2 separate regions of the Zea mays genome follow, and region 2 is linked to region 1. Evidence: chromatin contacts called from public Hi-C data. All regions are on one chromosome and are shown on one strand. Each heading gives the region's core, a stretch centred on a gene start, on an enhancer-like site or on the middle of the called end of the contact. The rest is flanking DNA. Distances are from core to core; before and after follow the strand shown. Region 1 holds the start of LOC100381610. Region 2 holds the start of LOC103640692 (disease resistance protein RGA5).

Region 1 (3,190 bases), core at 689-3,188:
TATCATTGTTCAGTCCAAGTAAAGAGAAAGCGCCCTTGAGCTTTGCTTTTGATTTGGCAGCATGATCCTGGCTAAACCTCGATCTAGTAGATCTCTCAGCGGAAACCCCATCAGATCCAGACACCTTTTTGGAAACATCCTGGGTGCACAGTCAGAAAAGAGAGGAGGTCATCAGTCAAGATTGCAAAGCAAACACGAGACGTTTCAGCACAGCAGGCTCCTGATGATGGGTTTAGGGAAGCCAGGAAATGCCAATGTGGCAAAAGGAGATTAGAGATCCATCTAGGTAGATAGTTGTGCACCAGTTTGCAGACTTGAGCAAAGTTTCATCACCAGCATTGGCGACAGTACAGTGCACAGAACCAACTGATCTGTTTGGATATCACTACTGAAACAGTGTTTCGTGTCCACTCTTCAGATTCAGTTATGGGTTTGTTTGACACAAAGGTGCTTACAGAAAATAGATAGCAAGGCAAACCAGATTGTTGGAAATACTAAGAAGGTACAGCACTACAGCAAGAGGGCATCTTGCCAGCGACAACAGTTTTGTGCACGTATTTTATCTTAGGCATGGCATGTCAAGGCATGAAGAGAAGAAACAATTTTGGGTTGCGCACCTACTCCAAGAACAGAAAAGAACAGAAAACCGAGGGATGGGCATGCCAGCCAAGGCATGACGAGAGAAACGCATCTGGTTTGCCACCTCCGCCTGTTCCAGGAATAGCGACTTGAGAACGGAGACAAGAGGCGGTAGGTTGTTGAGCGTCGCCGTCACAGCACAGCACAGCACGCTCACACGCACGCAGCGGCGGACGACACGCGCCCGCACGCGAGCCGCATGAACGCACTAATAAAATCAGCAGAGGCGGCGAGTAGCTTGGTTTCTCGGGGTTCTCCCCCCGAACGCTGGCCGGCAAAAAAGAATTCAGCTTGACTACTGTCTCTCTCTCTCGGACACTTATATAAAACAGAAACGAAACGCTCCGGATGTCGCTTGCCGCGCGCGCGGCGCGCAGTTGCGGTCTCTGCCAGGAGTAGAGCGTGGGATGGGGATGCATAACGAGCAGTGCTGCAGCAGTCAGGGATTGTAAGTTGTAACCTTGAGCAGCTTGTGCTTCATGGCGCCCCCGTTCTCCAGATGCCGGCTGCCACGCGCCCCGAGGCCGGCGAGCTCCTGGTAAGCAAAGCAACACCCGAGAACAAGTACGACGTCTGGATTTCAGAAGCTGAGACTCTACTGATTTTCCGAGAGGAGGAGGAGGAGGAGGAGGTGTAATTTAATTTTAAACAAAAAAAATGTGCACGGGGAGAGTGGGGAAGCTTACGGTGCTGATGACCACCGCGGCGCGGTCGTCCGATCCATACCCTGCGGCAAGCAACAACACGGGGCACGCGTGCGGTTAGCGAGAGAGAATGAAGGGGGGAGAGACGACAGGCGACAGATCCGAGGCGCGGACGGGCGCACGCACCGGCGGGGCGGTGCAGGGCGAGGAGGTAGACGAGCGGGAGCAGCGTGGAGCAGACGACGAGCGCCGGCACGGCCGCCGCCAGCGCGCTACAGCGGCGCTTGCTGGGCGGCGGCATCGGCAGCAGCGGAGACGACGACTGCTGCTGGTGCTGGTGCCCCTTCATGCCGCACGTGGCCGTGCTAGTGCTGCCACCTGCTCTGCTCCAGAGCCGGAGGCCGGGAAGTCAGTGGTGGGTCTGGTGTGGTGAGGTTAGTAAAATGCAGTTGCTTGCTTCCCGCATTCAGCTGCAAGAAACAAGCTAACTTTCCTCGGGCCTCGCGCGGTTAAGCCAGCGTTGTCTAGAACAACTGGAACCAACCAGTCAGCCGCGCCGCGCCGCGCCTCTACGCTACGCTACACACCAGGCAGCGGTGGAGGGGAGAGTGGCGAGGGAGGAAGGAGGAGGCTGCAGGAAGGAGCCGTGGGGAGGAGCGGCATCAATGGATGGAGCCCGCGGGCCGACCGTCCCGGACCCGCCTCTGCTTTTGCAGTTTTGCTTTGGACGCGTCTTTATCCCCCAATCTCTGCCGTCCTTTTTTACTTCTTTGTTTTTTTTCGTACCGACGGAAAAAAAATTGTATACAGAGGCAGCTCGTCAAAGTTTAAACTTTCTTTTTGTTTATTATTACTATCTCGGTGTCTCATAGATTAGTTTATACATGTATATTTGTTTAGCTTTGACCAAATATATATACGATAAAATATTAATTTTTACTGTGTGTAATTCTGGAACCATTAGATTGCTAATGATCTTTGTGTATGTTTTTATACAGTAAACTTATTTAGAGATACAAATCATGTTAACATTTTATATAAATCTCTTCAAAACCTATGAAAGTTTGACGCATCAATCTCACAGAGATACTCATTTTTTTCAGAACATATAGTTATTTACAACTACATTTGTCCCAATTGATGTGCGTTATTGCTCGTGCTCATGCTCATTTGTTTCTAAAACAAATAAGATTCAAATAACTTTAAATAGAGCATCAACCGATACGCAACAATTCTTTTTCCAAAAAAAAACTTGTACTGGTTTCGTAATTTCCCATCTTAAAATAAGCTAATTATGATTATTTTTTTATAGATCAACCCAACAGAAAACCATATTTTTTATAAAACCACAGAAAAACCATATTGAACGACCAGCTAAAAGGGGTACTATAGTTGGAGGACGTCCGTTACTAATTTGTGCTGACGCGCAAGTTCGAGGTTAAAAAAACAGACTTTGCAGTTATTTTAAAGATGTTATCTCGAATACATAGCCATTGTACTTGGTAGGTGAGATATTATAAGATAGGTATGCTATGCGTGAATGGTGTGCTGTGCCCAGATGCAGTAGTGCAGTAGAGAAATCCAGTGGCAGAGCAGGGCATGTGCACGTGAAGAAGGAAGGACCAGCCAATGGCAGATCAGGTCAAGTAGATCCACAAATGCTGCCAAAAAACAATGGCAAATGGAGGCTAAACTTTTACTTGCCCAACCATACGTATCAACGGCTGCGCTGAAGAACTTCTTAAACACGGTGTTATGTTCAGGAAATTGCCTGTATGACACTATGAAACTCACCTATTCACCATTCTACAAACTTCAGGGTCGGTCCTGATGTACAGGAAACGTTCTTGACCTGCCATACCATACGTGCGTAGTAGGTGTCCAAAGATCGCACTAGCAACAGTGAA
Region 2 (3,310 bases), core at 46-2,545, 190 kb before region 1:
TTGGCTAGAGTAGTCTTACCTAATCCTCCAACCCCGACTATAGAGACTATCTTTAGATCCTGATGAGACGCATGCGCATCATCATATTTGGTCCCTAAAGACAGCATCCTGATGACTTTGTCCCTTGACTCCTGGATGCCAACGAGATCCGACTCTTTCTTGTACAGATTGATGACACGGGGGTCAATGCCGATGCTCGCAGCAAGATCAGCACCTGCACCCCTTACTGTGTACTTGGCACGAAGCTCAGCCAACTCACTGGAGAGTTTCTTGATGTCTTTGACCTTGTCGGAGATCTGGCGTCGATCCTTGAGCTTCTTTATTGACATCACGTCCTTGACCTTCACAAGGATCTTCTTTAAGAGTTTGGAGTCGGTGGCTGAGTTGTCACCACCAGCCACACGCAGGATGAAATCGTCAATGGCGTCCTCCATGTCATACGACAGGTCCCGGACCTTGCGTGCCCAGAGCTTTTCCACCGCAGTGAGCTGGTCAGGTGGAATCCGGGACGCGTCAAGGAGGGCGGCGTTCATCATCACAAGCTCATCGGAGAGGGACTCGATGTCGGGCTTGAGGCCCTTGTGCACGACATACTCCTCCATGAGCAGGTCGCCCAGCTTGGGGGCCAAGCTGGCCATGGCCCCCAAGGCGAGCTCCATGCTCAGTGCTCACACCCACTCTTTCTTTCTCTCGTTTGCTTGGTGCTGGACGCTCGTTGGTTGCATGGCAACAAATGGCAAGCCTATTGTGGGGGGAGAGCGATTAGAGGCGCTTTGCCCATTTTTGCTTGGAAATCTACATTTTCGAGATCTGGTTCATGAATTCAAATGTCTTCAGGCACATGCCTACCTGCAAAGCACATCTCGATTTTCTAAAAAAAATAATGGAAATCTGTCCCCAACGAGAGCCGGTAGAAGACCCGCCGCTAGCGACGAAACACTCGCTAGATTTATCTGCGTGCCCCGAGAGTACCTTGGTCGGCCATGTGAGCGCGGCAGTGCGCTTCCCCGTCGCTTCTCTTCCCCGCCACTCTTCCGCGGAAGGCCTTCACTGATCTCCGTTCCCCGTGTCCGCGCCATGCTGCTACCGCAGGTCTCCGCTCTCCTCCGACCATGGGTCGGACCATGGTGACCGACATCGACCCAGAATCAGACCGGTCAGGTGAGGGAGTGGGAGGAAGAAAAGATGGCGCTGGCAAGCCGAGGCGAGCTGTACTTGGAAGTAGAACGGCGGCGCGGGCGCGTGCGAGCGAGCATGCGGCCGTGGCTAGAAGAGAGGATTGGGGGAGAGAGGGAGGAGAAAATTGTATTTTTGACGATCTAAACAAGTGACTTTGCATAATTGACACTCCAAATATTGACACAGTAAATTTAACCCCATAACATTGCCACATTGATTTACTTGACATTTTATTCTTTTAATAGTTTTATTTATCTTTTTTCCATTTCCTGGATTTTTAAGGACTAATTTACCCTTCTATCCACATTCTTAGGAACGTTTAGGAACGTATGGTACAATACAATACAATCGCACGTACATGCAGCCACACCCAATCTCGCTAAAAAAGGTCTCGTTGCCTTGCGCCGCCAAAGAACAATTGCGCACGAGGGAAGAGGGGCCTGGCTGGCGGCGCTCGTCAAAGCCCCGCGGTGACTAGTTTATCCTCGATTGTTGTTTCGTGTCATTGTTGCTGAGCTGGATCGACGACTATTCATACCCGTCATCGAATTGTCAGTTGCAGGAGATCTCTCCTTCGCTGTCCCAATTCCACTACACATACGTCATTCTTCGTGACCACCACGATCTAGGCTGATTTAATTGAGTCATCTAGACGGTATTAGTAATCATATTTTCAGTATTAGCCTTCAGCAGTATTATTTTACAGTGATGAATCGTGGTTAACCACCAACAAGATCATGTTTTCAATATTGACATGGACAACTTTGCTCATAAATTATGATTGGAGCATTTATGATTCAATCAATTATGTCTTCACGTTTTCCTAATTGTTGCAAGCAGGGTAGATTCGGAGGTTGCCATAGGGAGCGATAATGATGCTCCATTGTTGTTGTTTGATGCTTCTTCACCTATCCCACAAGTTATTTGGGATAACTTAAAAATAGTAGAGACTCGTGACGAGGAATGAAAAATTGAACCATTGAGTGAGGATCAGCTATATGTTATCTTGGGCTTGAGAGATGAGGATGAGAGAAGAAAGGTAGCTGAGGTCGTCAATGCGTGAGCAGGGAGATGAAAATACTGAAGATGTTGCCATTCCTATTAGTGATGCCATACCAAACGAGAATAAGAAATATTTAATTAACTGTGAAGCACGTATGTATGCAGTCGTCTTGCATTCTTGCTAAGTGATGGCAGCTCTTCACATGCTAGCACCACTACTCCACAAAAGATGCTTATTGCAGCTCCACCAAAAAAAGATGACTCCCAAGAGAAAACTATAGATTGGATGAAGTACTTTATCGTGATTTTTTGAGTTATTTTGAGAATTTATTGGAATAATTGTGTCTTTAATGGCACAAGTTTAATTGCCATGGTTGTTATGCATGAGGATAGCAGGACATGCATGTTATTGTTACCTTATGCAGTTCGAATGTAACCCATAGTTTATTTAACTATCTAGAACAAGAGAGTTATTTTAGTGCTATTAGTAACTCACCTCAGGTTGTTCATTTCTCCTTTTCTAAACCTTTAGTCCGATAGTACATAGTCTGAATCCCAATTATAGCTGCTACTACTACAATCACCAGAACAATCCATCTGAGTGTTTCTACAAATGAAGTTGCATACATCAACGATTCAAGCTATGATTTTATTAAAACAAAAAGCTGACTAAAATATGAACTGGATGAAACAGAAAACTAGAAGGATTAGTATTTTTCTTCTTGGTCTCTGCGCACCAGAGCCAAATACGACATCTGTCGGCGTTTCGAGACAGGGGGGGTCCCTAAGCCGACGAGTGAGTGTGTTGCGTGCCCCAGCCCAGATGGGTCGAGCGCGTGGGCGAGCGCGAAGGGGGGAGAGGCGAGGCGGCCGGAGCCGAGCGTGAGAGAGGTGGAAGTCCCGCGGCCTTCGTGTTCGTCCCGCGCCCAGGTCAGGTGCGCTTGCAGTAGGGGGGTTACAAGCGTCCACGCGGGTGAGGGAAGCGAGCGGCCCCAAGAGAGCGCCTGTCCCGTCCTCGGTCCCGCGCGGCCAACCTCCTCTGAGAAGGCCCTGGTCCTTCCTTTTATAGTCGTAAGGAGAGGATCCAGGTGTACAATGGGGATGTAGCAGAGTGCTACGTGTCTAGCAG

What was found. A called contact is a pair of places that touch in the nucleus more often than the background predicts.
Region 2: a contact with region 1 is called in a Hi-C map of ear, with 4 times the contacts expected there. The contact joins the promoter of LOC103640692 here to the promoter of LOC100381610 in region 1. A contact is called at or near these places in 3 of 25 Hi-C or Micro-C datasets (ear and leaf).

Annotation. Positions count from the first base shown.
Region 1 is chr10:2,327,164-2,330,353 of Zm-B73-REFERENCE-NAM-5.0, reverse strand. LOC100381610 reads right to left here and starts at 1,938. Exons shown (of 9, transcript NM_001361451.1): 1 at 1,470-1,938; 2 at 1,326-1,366; 3 at 1,100-1,174; 4 at 1-139. The coding sequence starts at 1,632.
Region 2 is chr10:2,517,924-2,521,233 of Zm-B73-REFERENCE-NAM-5.0, reverse strand. It overlaps LOC103640692 (disease resistance protein RGA5), which reads right to left and starts at 1,295. Exons shown (of 7, transcript XR_004853092.1): 1 at 973-1,295; 2 at 1-849.